Linked DNA regions of Xenopus laevis: region 1 is linked to region 2. A link is a contact called in public Hi-C data. All regions are on one chromosome and are shown on one strand. The core of a region is the stretch at or near the end of the contact, and the rest is flanking DNA. Distances in the headings are between cores, read along the strand shown. Region 1 overlaps LOC108705262 (sorbin and SH3 domain-containing protein 1). Region 2 has its middle 20 kb from the start of anxa7.S.

The links. Hi-C and Micro-C count contacts between places; a contact is called where the count stands out from the background.
Region 1: a Hi-C map of the XL177 cell line shows a contact between it and region 2, with 3 times the contacts expected there. The contact joins two enhancer-like sites.

What each region holds. Positions count from the first base shown.
Region 1 is chr7S:28,856,857-28,863,438 of Xenopus_laevis_v10.1, reverse strand. It overlaps LOC108705262 (sorbin and SH3 domain-containing protein 1), which reads right to left. Exons shown (of 33, transcript XM_041571065.1): 4 at 5,822-5,917; 5 at 681-794. Among protein-coding and RNA genes, the nearest start is that of LOC108705262, 62 kb to the right of the region's middle. Within about 2 kb of position 3,083, at least 1 of the 7 cell types and tissues checked has an H3K27ac peak or open chromatin away from gene starts, as enhancers often do.
Region 2 is chr7S:28,709,898-28,717,409 of Xenopus_laevis_v10.1, reverse strand. No RefSeq gene overlaps it. Among protein-coding and RNA genes, the nearest start is that of anxa7.S, 20 kb to the right of the region's middle. Within about 2 kb of position 2,314, at least 2 of the 7 cell types and tissues checked have an H3K27ac peak or open chromatin away from gene starts, as enhancers often do.

The DNA.
Region 1 (6,582 bases), core at 1,834-4,333, 150 kb before region 2:
CAGACACTGAACGGTTAAAATTTTGCAACATTTAGTTGATACATTTCTCAGCAGCATCTCTGGAGTATGAGCAACTATTGTATCAATTCTAACAGCTGCCTGTAATGAATGTGTGACTAATGATTCAATATGAATGACTGCCTCTGTTCCCTAATGCACAGGAATAACAATGTGTTTGTACAGAACACTTGGGGGCACATTTACAAAGCTCGAGTGAAGGATTCGAATGAAAAAAACTTCGATTTTTTTTGGGTACTTCAACCATCAAATAGGCTACTACGACCTTCGACTTCGATTCGAACTAAAAATTGTTCGACTATTTGACCGTCTAAGTACTGTCTCTTTAAAAAAATACTTTGACTACATACTTTGGCAGTTTAAACCTACAGAGGTACAATTTTAGCCTATGGGGACCTTCCCCAGCACTTTTCTTACATTGTTTTGATTGAAGAAAAATCCTTTGATCGATCGCTTAAAATCGTTCAAATCGTTCGAACGATTTTTACTTTGATTGATCGATCGAAGGATTTGCGCTAAATCCTTCAAATTCGATATTCGAATTCGTAGGATTTAACTTCGAGGGTCTAATTCGAGGGTTTATTAACCCTCGAAATTCGACCCTTGATAAATGTGCCTCCTGGTGTCTAGTATAATTCAACACAATTCAGTTTCTAGCTTACATGGAGAGAGTTCAATGTCCAGTGTCATTGTAGTTTTCTGACTTTCCAGCTGAACCGGAGAGGTCCGAAGAGTGACTGCTCCTTTCCCTGCACAAAGTTTAGCAGGATCCACATCTACATAGAATATAACGGAACAAGAGTCAGGATTACACAGCACATTGATTACTTTATAGAAAGGATCCAAAAAGCACAGCTTCTATAAGTGACCTTATGCACTCCCGTGATCTAAAATCAATCTTTGATCAATATACAGTACTTGGTTAAATAACAACATTCACTTTCAAGGGGTAGTTCACCTTAAAATAAATTTTAAGGGGCCTATTTATTTAACCTCAAAATTTTCTGGCTGAGTTTTTAAAGGGGGGAAAAAACTCAAATATTTCAAGATTTATTATGCTCTGAAGCTGCAAAAAATCCAAAAATACTCCAGAGAAAACCTGTCAAAATTATGTAGAAGTCAATGGCAGATGGTCCCTTTAACAATTGGAACATGTTCTTTACCTTCAGGATTCTCAATAGTTTCGGACTGTTTGTGCTGGTTTTTGTTACATAATCTGAATAATTCAAGTTTTTCTGAAGTTAACTCCAAAAAGTCGTTCGATTCGAGCGTCAAATCAGGAAAGTCACACAATTCAAATTGACGCACAATTTCTTTGCAACGTGTTTTTGCACCGATTTTTTCGAGAATAATTATTGTATAAATTAAGGGGATTTGGGTTTGGTCAAATTTATTTTGACTTATAGTGAGAAACTGCAATTTTTATCAAATACCCCCGAAGAATGAATGTAAGAGGGATATCCTACAACAATTTGCAATTGGTTTTAATTTATTATTTTTGTAGTTTTTGAGTTATTCAGCAGCTCTCCAGTTTGCAATTTCAGCTATCTGGCTGCTAGGGGCCAAATTATCCTAACAATCATACAGTGATCTTAATAAGAGAGCAGAGAGAGGAATATGAATACGAGAAGCCTGAACAGAAGCCTGAACAGAAAGATGAGTAATAAAAGTAGCAAGTAACAATAATAATAAATGTGTAACCTTACAGAGCATTTGTCTTTTAGATGGGGTCTGTCTATAAAAAAGAAAAAATTAAGGCCAATTGAAAAGTTGCTTATAATTCTATAATATACTAAAAGTTGGCTTTAAGGTGAACCATCCCTTTAACATCTAACGCTGGGGGTTAAAGGAATTTGAATAATTCAAAAGATGCAGTGTTAGTTTAAAGGTTAAATGCACATCAATGCCAATGCAAAAACTTAAAGAAGGCATGACAAAGTGGAAATACATTAAGGCAAAATGTTATGGTTCCGGTGAAAGCCATATGTCAACATTATCACCATGAGTGAAGGTGCAAGCAGAGCAGAGAGCGCTAAAGCAAAATTAACATCTTACTTCTCATCACACCTACATAAAATGTGATCTTGTTGTGATTCACAGTGAATTGCAGTTATACAATGGCAGTATCCACAGGCTTTGCATAAGGTACCCACGAGTTAAGTGGCATAAATATTATACATTTACATACAATAACAAGCTTTCAAAAGTGTAGATTGTGCATTGAAATTATTTGTAGTTAAAATGAATTCTTCCCAGACACAAACACAACTGTACCACCAAGTGGTCACACACAGATGGTGCAGCACATTATTCTGAGATTATTAAGGGATATGGTATAAAGCAATGTTAAGGGCACAAAAAAGATTTAGTCTCATATATTACTGAAACTTCTTCCTTTAAAGCAAGTTTTATGCACATGAATGCCATAAAAATCTATTTGCACTTAATATATTGCTTGTCGAACAAAATTAATGTGATCTTAAAATTGTTTACTGAAGCTGGCTGCACAGCAGGTTGTATAAATAAATAAAAAATAGTTCCTTAAAAGTCCACAAGAGATCAAAACAACCTATAACATTTCTAGAGTTTTGAAGCTTATTAGTTACAGTATACTGTATATTCATATCAACAATATTAACAGCAGGGGCTGGTGCTACTCTTATTCACCAACACTACAACTTTCCCACTTAGTTAATAATATTTTACACTTTTCACACACAGCTGCCATCTGTCTCTGGATTATGTAATACAAAGTGATCTGGACTCTTCCTTTAAACTCTCAACATCCCACTGACAGTACTCACCCTCTAGTTCTTGCTTTTGTTTATAGACTTTTCCTAGTTATTTAGGTACTATAACATGGTTTTTTTAAAAAAAGTGAATTAAATAGGTTTCTCCTCCAATCAGAATTAATTTTATAATAATTTTATAATGTTATAGAAACAGTGGCAAAACTACCAGGGTCCGCACCCCTTCAGGCCTGCTGAAGAGGCAACAAAGACCTTAGCCTAGGGCAGCAACTAGGGGCAGCATGCCGCCCAGCCACTTCATAGGGAGCTGTGCGCCCAACCCCAGTTCGTGGTGCTTGTGCGCGTGTGCGGGGGATGGGGGTAGTACGGGAGCCCGCCAAAGAAATTTGGCCCTGCCGCCGGCAGCTCTGGTGGATGTGAATCAAAATACTGCTATACTGTGGGTAAGGGCACACGCAGGGGCGCTCCACCAATGAGGTGAGTTGAGACACTCGCCTCAGACGGCAGCGCCCCCCTGGTTGCCTGGGGCGGCAAAAATGCCGCTCCTGGTAACTAAGAGATGAATTTCCGGTTTTCAAACCGGAAATTCGGCTCTTCTAGTGCAGAGAGCACTATTGCGCTCTCTGCACTAAGCATCGCAGACCGCCCCTGCCCTCTCCGGCGCTGTAAAGGTTAGTGCCATGGTGAGGGGTGGGGGCGGCGAAAGAAGGCCGCCTCAGGCGGCATAATAGCAAGAATCGCCCCTGGGCACACGCTAAGATTCGGGGAGATTTAGTCGCCCGGTGACAAATCACCTCTTCTTCGGGTGACTAATCTCCCCAAAAATAATCTTAATAGCTGGCGGTATGGCACTCAGATTGCTTAATTTTCAGAAGTCGCCTGAAATTGCCTCACGGGGAAACATCGGGCGACTTGGAAAACTAAGCAATACAAGTGCCATCCTGCTGGCGATTTAGATTCTAGCCGGAAAAGGCTTTTCAGGGAGATTAGTTGCCCCAAATCTTAGCGGGTGCCCTAACAGTATAGCAGTATTTTGCGATTTGTTGACGGGCGACTAAATCTCCCCGATCTTCGTTGTGTCTCTGCCCTAAAAGGTAAATAACTACAATTCTGCCATGTGATTTCCAAAGCCAGCTTGTGGTCCTAAAGCAGAGATTCATCTAAAACTGGGCTTCTTGCACTGGCAATCTGTGGGTTATGGCAAATGCCAGACGGGCTGCGATAAGGTGCCATAGAAAGTCAGTATTTAGTGGGCTGGTGGGGGCTTTTTGGGCCTCTGTGTACCTGAAATGCCAGGGCCTATTTTAATTCTCAGTCCAGATCTGATTGCAAGTGTGGTGCATTTGCTTTCTCCATATAGGTCTTGACTTTATAATTACGGGTGTACAAAATCCAGGAATCAAGTCAGTATTTGGTTAAATCCTAGGATTATCTGAAAGGTGCAGACCGTTTCAGGCCAATGTTTAGGGAATAACCATGTTGATTTCATAAAGGAACTCTTGCGGTGCAATTGCTATTGTGATGCTAAACTCTATAGTTAGTATAGATATGGGTATATAGAATTTATGTGAAAGTAGGGAGGGGTGTGTGTGGATGCTGGGTTTTCATTTGGAGGGGTTGAACTTGATGGACTTTGTCTTTTTTCAACCAGATTTAACTATGTAAGTATGTAACTGCTGCATAGCACAAGAAGCATGAACTTTTTTTTTTACAGAAGCCAAAGTTAGTGTTTCTTTGGACACACCTCTTGAATCTTGGATGAATCCACAAGTTTTGCTGAATAACAATGGGGCTCGGTGATGAGTGGCAGAACAAAACAAAAAGCCTCTGCTTGACTTATAGGAAAACTGTCCCTAGATGCATGCCTTACTTCCTGGTTTACAGGAAATTACACAATGCATGCCTTACTTCCTGGTTTACAGGAAATTACACAACACCACTCCAGATGTCAGCTAGGGGGCCCCAAATGGAAAGAAACTCAATCACTTGTACTTCTGTGTCTAGTTGTGGCATAGCATTTAGGAGATCTTAACAAATAATTCTCATGGAATTGTCAAAGCTACAGATATATAATAGATACCTGCACATTTTCAGTTTTAGTAAACAAAAATCTTGTAAAAAAAATTCTTTGAGAAAACATGGAGACTCAATGAAATGATTCAGTAGATCCTCTAGACATCAGTACCATACAACTGTGTAAATAACATTTCACGATCAAAGGCTGAACCTGAAAATTTAGCTTTTAGGTATGTATGAACAGATCATCTGTGACTGTAACCTGGCATAATAAAATATATAATCCATCAATAAACATGCTTATGCCATTCTCTGTGTTTATCAAACTACTGTCATACCGAAATATGGCAGAAAGATACAAAATAGCACATACATTTCATGATAAACTTCCCCCTGCAATCACATAAATAACATTCCTGCAGTTTCAACCTTAGCCAAGCTCCACAAATGCAGTATCTGTTTAGTTGAAGTTAAATTCTAAAGATTCTATCGGGTCCACCAAAGTGAATCCTGCATCCCAATAGCTGCTGATAAACTACATCTCCAAAATGATGACATAGTCAAGAGCGAAGCATAGTGGGCATTTATTTCACAAAAAGCTTTTACATAGCTGCGCATGTAAGACCCATGCATTGGCAGTATACAGAGACATTAATGGATTCCATAGAACTTAAAACACAGAAAGTACAAATACAGTAAGAATGGAAATGGTGTGGAAATATAATCAAAATAGAAAAAAAAATCTGTTCACCCAAAATCAGCACATTATGATTTAATGTATTCTGCACATACCTCCCAACTGTACATTTGGTATATTTAAGACCACATGCTTATTCTGCATCAACCCCTGATTCACTTTAATCCCTACCCACTTTGGGTCAGAACACCTGAAGGAAGTGAAGACAGTTGGGAGGTAAGCCTGCAGCATCTAGCAAGCATAATGGATTATAGCAAAGTTCATATAAAAACAATGTGATCTGAATGCCGAATCAGGATCCAAACAAGACACATTACTTAATTTGGCAGCAAACATATACCTGCAGTTGGAACAAGATCAGGAAAACTTTTCACAGTCTTCACCGGAATGATTTTAACAGCAGAGACTGAACGGGCACTTAAAGGAGATGCATCTGCTGCAAACACAAAAAGTGTAGAGAGTGTATCCCCCCAAAAGAAAAAAAAATCAAGAGTAACGTTTCATCAGCTGCAAATTTCACTAACATTAGTGATTAGTATTAGCGGTCTAACAAAATAATGACTTGCTTCATTGTATACAATTAGAAGTGTACAAACAAACATGAATTTGCTGCATTGTGACAAAAAATTTTATAACATGGTTACATTAAGCCATTAAAAACGTAAAAGTTCCTGCTGTACAGGGGATCATCCTGTTTTGCTACCTAACACTGACTATAGTAAAAATCTGACACTACTATCCAGAGGGCCATAAAACATGTTATTTTCGACATCATCTGTACCATTTGTGTCAGTTGGATTTTCATTTTACAACATGACAGATGGCATGGTTAGGTTTTGGTGTTATTCTGCAGGGAAGCCAGAGTGTGCCATGGTCCCAAGGATGGCCCATGCTAAATTTGTATGCACAGAAAAATCTTATTTTGGTATTTAGGTACAGGACTGCCATGTTGCCTATGGCAATAGGCAAAAACATATGGTAAAACACAATAATAATGATATTGAGAACATAGAAAATCCTGTGCTGTGGTATTTTTAGGTTACGTAAAGGTGAATGGTAGCTAAAACTAGCTAATAATTAGTGATACACCGAATCCAGGAT
Region 2 (7,512 bases), core at 1,065-3,564:
TGATGTAGGTATTTATTTACTCCAGACATTTGAAAGCTTATTTGATGTCACCATTAAAGGTGGCCATAGACGCAAAGATCCGCTCGTTTGGCGACATTGCCAAACGAGCCGATCTTTCCCTGATATGCCACTAACGGGCATGGCTATATTGGGGGTAACGTCGATCAGATTTCACAATGGGCTCCGGCAGGCCGGTTGGGACAGAATCAAACCTGTCCAATCGACCAAACGACTGATCTCCCCCGGACGAAAAATGTCGGGACTCTCAACACACGGTCCGAAAATCGTACAAATCCTCGATTAGGTATTCAAAAAAATCCAGGGCTGGATCTCCCTAATGCTGTGGGTTTGGTTGACATTATTGAAAATAAAAAAAAACTTACTAAGTCCCAAACTGCCATTCATGTTTAATAATAAGCACCCATAACGGGAATCATCAAGCTCTTGACTTTCCATAACATTTCAGATTACATATGGGGTTTATATTATCTTGTATATGCAAAATAAAAATCTGATAATAAAGACAGGAGATTATATTGATTTGTGGAGGATCTAAAAACTCCCACTACCAGTGTCAGAATCTAAAATACTGGCAGACCTCCGCCCCCCCAACTTAGTACAAACTCTTCATGTCACACTGTGTTCTTAGAAACAATTCTCTTTTCTGTGAATCCTCCTAAAGCAATTTTTCTTTTTTTTTCGCCCCCTCATGCCAGATTTATTTTGCCTCTATCTTGGCTTAAAGATGAAGGATAGAGGACATTAGGCATTTGCTTCCAGGCTGCCTACCATTAGTTGGCATAAAAAAAACTGCAAAGTATCCAGATGAGAGAGGAAAAGCCTTTGACTATATGGTGGAAAAATGCTGAGTGGGAGATTGGTGCCGTGAGATAGAAAAAGAACCCAGACACAGCAAACATCATGCCTGCAAACCTTTCACTAGGAAAATCTCTGGAAAATGTAGTGTTACCTATGAAATATGCAATGTGTTTGCTGTAAGAACTGCTCCCTCGGAAACATTCCAGGACTGTTACATGTACATCTATTCCTACTTGAAGCCTACTTCAAGCCAATGTGGAATAAATTCATTGTCTCTGCTTGGGAATGCTAAGAAATAACAGCTAGATATTTAGTTATGACTAGTAATGTTCATAATAACTTTATTTTGTTTTATAGAAAGAAACATGATGAACATGTATTACAATTTTAGCTTGTTGAGTGCCTACAAGTGCCCTGCATTGCAGTTGCTCCTTGGAGCTGAGGTTTGCCTCTCGTATGTATGTAGCATAACTGAATTCTTATAGTGTAACTGCCTGCATTTAATAGGGTTGTTCACCTTTGAGTTTTAGTATTATGTAGGGAGTGAAATTCTGAGAAAATTTACACTTGGTTTTCTTTTTTTATTATTTGTGGTTTTTGAGTTATTAAGTTTTTAACTCAGCAGCTCTCCAGTCTGCAATTTCAGCTATCTGGTTGCTAGAATCCACATTAGCCTAGCAACCATGCATTGGTTTGACTAAGAGACTGGAATATAAATATGAGAGAGGGAGAGATGAGTAATAAAAAGTAGCAATAACAATACATGTGTAGCCTTACAGTGCATTCGTTTCTTTAGGTGGGATCAGTGACCCCCATTTGAAAGCTGGAAAGATTAAGAAGAAGAAGGCAAATAATTAAGAAAAACTATATAAAAATAAATAATGAAGACCAAATGAAAAAATGCTTAGAATTGATCATTCTATAACATGCTAACAGTTAACTTAAAGATAAACCACCTTTTTAATAAGATATCCCATATCAAACCCCTACAGTTGTTGGAGGCATTGATGATTCTGTGTTCTTTCTTGCCTAGGGGATGGAGTAGGGCTGGGACTGCATCAAGTACTGAAAGTACAAAAAGTCCACAAGATTCCAGCAACCGAGATCTGGATGCAATAGATCTCTCACTGAAAGGAATGGCAGCTAACATAGGCCACTCTCAATAAGAGAGTATAGATGTGGTGATACCATAGGACTCATGTACCCCATGTTTTTTTTTCTCTTACATCTACAGTAAGTAATTAAACGCTTCTGAAAACTGGTGGCATATTAACTGAAATTGGTGCCAGCATGCAGCATGTAGCAATATACCCTAGGCATTTAAAGGGGCAGTATTTAGAACTGAAAGTAAAGTTACATTCTACTTGTGGTTCCTATGAGCACAATCAAAATAAATCATCAGTCCACTGAGAAGCTCTGTATATAATGAGATGCTCTTTATCACAAAGCCAAAGAGACTGTAGCTGGGGCAGGGTCAGACTGGAGCCTTGGGGGCCCCCCAGGGCTGCAAAACAAAGGGCCCTCCTGGCGGTCCCCAGGGGACCCATCCTGACCTCTAAATTCTGCATGCATATGCGTGAAAAGGCATCAAAGCAAGAAAATGTTGTGCACTCATGTGCCTAAAACACAGCAGCACAGAAGCTGGTCAGCCGGGGGATCAGGCCCTATGAAAGCTGGGGCTCACTGGGTTTTTTACCAGTGTCCCACCCGCCCAGTCCGACTTTGGCTGGGGGAGTCCACTTTGTTTATACAGGTTGATTTTCAGTGGACTGTGGTAGTAGAATGTGAATTTATTATATAGCTAAGACTTATCAAGGTTTGGTGCAAGAAATGATATATGTATTTTCTAATTAAAAGAAAAAAGTTATGTTCAGCACAAACCATATCTGCTGAAGTCATATTGAAAAGAGTATTATACTGCCTCTTTAAGTGCTAGGCTGCACACTGGCAACAATGTCAGTATTTTTAATGGCAGCCCTGGTTTTGGGTATCAAGGCCAGTCTCCTCCTGGGTCGCACAGCTCCCACACCCTGACCAATTATATTGCTCCCCTGCCAGAGACTGGGTCAGATGACTTCACTGGTGGGTGAAGGGGAAAATCAGGGAAGTGTTACAAATTACTACAAAACAATATCTGTCCTCATAACTTTGTCTTCAATAAAATAATCTACAAAAATTAACTGTCAGAAGGTGTACACCCAAAGAATAGCAGGTTATGGAAACATATTTCTATGGTTTTTAGAGTCAGGTTTTATGTGTTATTACAGTTTTGATAATGAAAGTGAATTGCCATTTAAGCTGCAAGTCACATTTTCCCTAAGAGGTTGCTTATCTTACCGTAGTTGTTATAATTGTTTCTTAAATTGTTACAAATGTATTGAATTGCACCTGCCACATATTCTGGGCTCTCTGCCAAAAGCCTCTTATTTAATTAAGTTTTAGAGATTTTTTATCTTTTTCTGGCTGTTCAGTGCAGTCGGGACATTTCAGTAACAATCCGGGTCAGTGAAATGTAAGGAGAGATAATAGTATGTAAAGCAAAGAGACAAGGAGAATAAAGAGATTGAGTGAAGAGGAGAGAAAAGATGGTTTGCAGTGTGGGCATAAGGTTTTCTGGTGAGACCATGTCATTGCAGTCCAGCAGACTGGGCCGGGGGAGCACCGGAAAAATAATCTGATTGGCCTCGCACCTCATGGGCCCCGCCGACCCAGGACTGTCTCCGTCCCTCCCTGCTGCCAGGGTCTGCAGCCCACCCCCCAAGAGAAGAGAGGAGGTACTAAACTGGGTGTTGGGGGTGGGAGTTTGTGAATGGGTGAGTGTAGTGGGCCCTTAGGGTGGGGCCCCAGTGAGCCCCGAACTTCATGTCTGACACTATTGCAGTCCAACACTCATTTTATCTGTTTATGAAACTTGTTCGCATTAAATACATAGTGCCATTTTTGGATCCATTTCATCTGAAGAATATTCCTGGAACCAGAAAAAAAGCAAAATTAAATATAGCTCATATACGGAATGTTTAAACAAAATTCCTAACAAAATACCAACTCTCCTTGTTATGTGTTCTTTTTGGCCTGAATTTCTTTAGGGCTATGTCTAACATTCAGGATGTTAAGCAATCACTGGCTAATATCAAACTTTGAATTTCCTTGAGAAAAACATCTGCCTCAAAATATCTGGATTTCCTTGGTGAATTATATGAAGCATTAGGGTCGTCCCACAAGGGTTTGCCTGGTTGTTGTATTAAAATAAATATATTTAAAATCGTGCAATAGCTTTGGTTGGAAGACTGGCGGCAACAGCTCGGAAGACGATACTGCAATAATGGTTAACTTCTGACCCACCATCCATACTACTGGTAAAATAAAAATTATCATATTTTCCATATGGACTGGTTAGAAGCAAACCAGAAAAGAACAAACATTTTTAACACATGGATAACATACATAAAATCTCTTCCAGAACAAATCTGACATTTTACGGTCTACACATTCAGACATACAACATGGTATGACACTGAAACTTTAAAAGAACACCTACTTGTTGTGGAATCATCCCTATGTCTTAGACTTAGAACCTTGCAGCAAGAACAGGAACGACTATAATATGCACCCTCCAGGAGTCATCAAATTAACAAATTATTGGCCTCTCATTTACAAAATTCTTCATAGGGTCTCATAACTGACTTCAAAGGAGCTGAAAATCTATCTACAGATGGAAGTTTACTCACCACCGGCCTTAAAGCGGGCACAGATCCCTAAACATAATATGATATAGATCCATAAACCTTACCTTGTTAATAATCAATTAAAAATTGTGACATTCCAATAAAACAGTGGTAGAACAAACCCTAGAATTATACCTCCATAGACCAGACCTATCGAAGATATTGATGTATTTATATGTGATCTTAATGAATCTGCAACCCAATACTCTCCTCAAGACCAAATAAAAATGGAGAGAAAATATATGAGATTTGGATGAGGAGATGTGGGAAGAGGTCCTTGATTGGGTACCCCAACTTACTATGTCAGCTAGGGACAGGTATATTCAGATTAAATTATTCAGAATTATACTTGACCCCACAGAGACTGTCCAAAATATACCAGGGGGCCTCTGACCAATGTCCCAAATGCTGAAATTATGTTGGTTCCTTTTATGATGTGTTTTGGGAGTGTCATATATTGAGCATACACTTGCATTTCCCAACATATTGTCACCAATCGTGTGCTTATTGTGCATAGCAGGTGACCTGAATATAAGAAACCATAAGAAACTATGAATAGGAGAGGCCTGAGTTGAAAGATAAGTAATAAAAAGTAGCAATAACAATACATTTGTAGCCTTACATTCCATTTGTTTTTTAGATGGGGTCAATGGCCCCCTATATGTAAGCTGGAAAGAGTCAGAAGAAGAAAGCAAATAAATAAAAAACTGTAAAAAATAAATAATGAAAACCAATTGAAAAGTTGCTTGGAATTAGCTTTTCTAAAACATACTAAAAGTTAACTTAAAGGTGAACCACCCCTTTTAGCCAAAGAGTATATCCTTTTATGGAAGAAACTGGCCAACAAATCCCTCAAAAACAAAAGCTGGTATTGGTATACCTTACCTTAATAGGGGATGTGGCACAATGTGTCCAGATTGATCTGTACAGTGCCAGGACAACACTAAGATGAAAAGAAAGTGCAGAAAGGTACTAATTCTAAACCTTCCTGAACATGCATCCCTATTCAGTATTTTCTTATTCTTTCCTGGCAGTTGCTTGGTCCCACTAATTGCATGAGAAGGGATATATGCCAAGAGATGATATACATATAACACTCTGGCATATAAAGGAACAGAAGCAAGTAAAATGTAGGACATGTTCAAACAGCTTGCAGGGAGTCAGAACAATTAAGTGGCACTGATGTTGGTTCTTTAAGATCCCACTTAAAGATGGCTATACACTGGCACATTTGCTTGTGTGAATCAACCAATTTTAGGACTATCTGATAAAATTGACTACTTATCCTTACATTGATGGGGTGCAAACAATTCTAAAATTCATGATTGTTCAGACAACAGCCTCCCAATAGTAGATCAGACAGGTTTAAAATTTTTCATGGTGAAATGATGAAATCGTCATTGGATGGGATGGTCAGAAAATCATTGTTGCATGAACTTTTAGGGCAGGGGTCCACAATCTTTTATACCTGTAAGCCACAGTCAAATGTAAAAAGAGTTGGGGAGCAACACAAGCATGAATATAGTTCCAGGGAGGTGCCAAATGAGGGTTGTAATTGGCTCTTTGTAAGCCCCCATGTGGACGGACTGGCATCCTTCAGGAGTCGCTGTTTGACAGTACACCGGGTTTTTATACAACCAAAACTTGCCTCAAAGCCTTGAATTAAAAAATAATCACCTGCTTTGAGGCTACTGGGAGCAACGTCCAAGGGGTTGGTGAGCAACATGTTGCTTATGAGCTAATGGTGCTAGCAGGGGTGTATGCAGTTGTGGTGCAGAGAAAGCATTTATTCACTCTACAGTACAATTTAACCATAAACTATGTTAAACCATAACACACACGGGGGGTCATTAATACAGTAATTAAATTCGCAACTTATGAAAACTGTTTTGCGGAAATTTTCTCCAGCACCAAAGTTGTGGCATAATTCAAATGCAGAGTGTTTGCATATATATTCGCAATTTTGCAATATTTAAAAAGCTTATTGACACTTGCAGTGCGGACATTTTTTTGCAATTCTGTTTGCACACCCTTATCCAGCTTTATGCTGTAAATATAACCATGCGCAGGGCAATTATATTCACTGTGCGAACCAGTCTGCTCTACCCCAGTATATTAAAGCAATGCCACATCACATGGAACCCTAATGCACCCCTAGGATTTTCCCCAGGAATCTTCAGTCCATGTGCAATTTACAGTATACTGTATGTCATAGTTTTGTCCAATATACCGTCCAAAATACAAAATATAATTACGAGTATTATTACGATTATTAGTATGAGTATTTATAAGTTACTGTTTCTACTGGCCTTACACCAGAACTCTGGCCCTGATTGTCATGAAATACATTTATTTGCAAAAAGCCATTAATGAGATGACTGATGTATGGCCCTCACATACAATAAGGAATTTGGCACACTGGGTCTAGGGTTGCCACCTTTTTTGGAAAAAAATACCGGCCTTACTATATATTTATCTTTTTTCCCTATTAATAACATTGGGATCAACCATCATTTTTAGCAGCCAGGCTGGTAAAATACCAGCCAGTTGGCAATCCTAACTGGGTCAGACCGGGCTGGTGGGATCTCGGGAACTTATTGCAACTTTAACCTGATGGGCCCAGGTCCACAGCATGCCTTTAACTTGTGCCATAAAGAAAAGTAACACGATATGCGTGTGCACATAGGGTGCGGTGACCAAGTGTAACAAACAACACTGCTCACTGGAAGTGTAAGGAACACAGAAAGACTGGGGTGGGGGCTCTTAGGGTGGCAGACCAGTCCGAGAGAATTTAGAGAACTTCTAAGCCTGGTACGTTTCTGTCTTTTGAAAACTGCCCCCATGTGGCTCCCGCAAAAACATGAAACCTTCAGTACAGGCACTTTTCAGCCTAAAAATGTTTAAAAGAGAATTTATTATTTAAAGAGGTTGGTTCACCTTTAAGTTAATTTTTAGTATGTTATAGAAT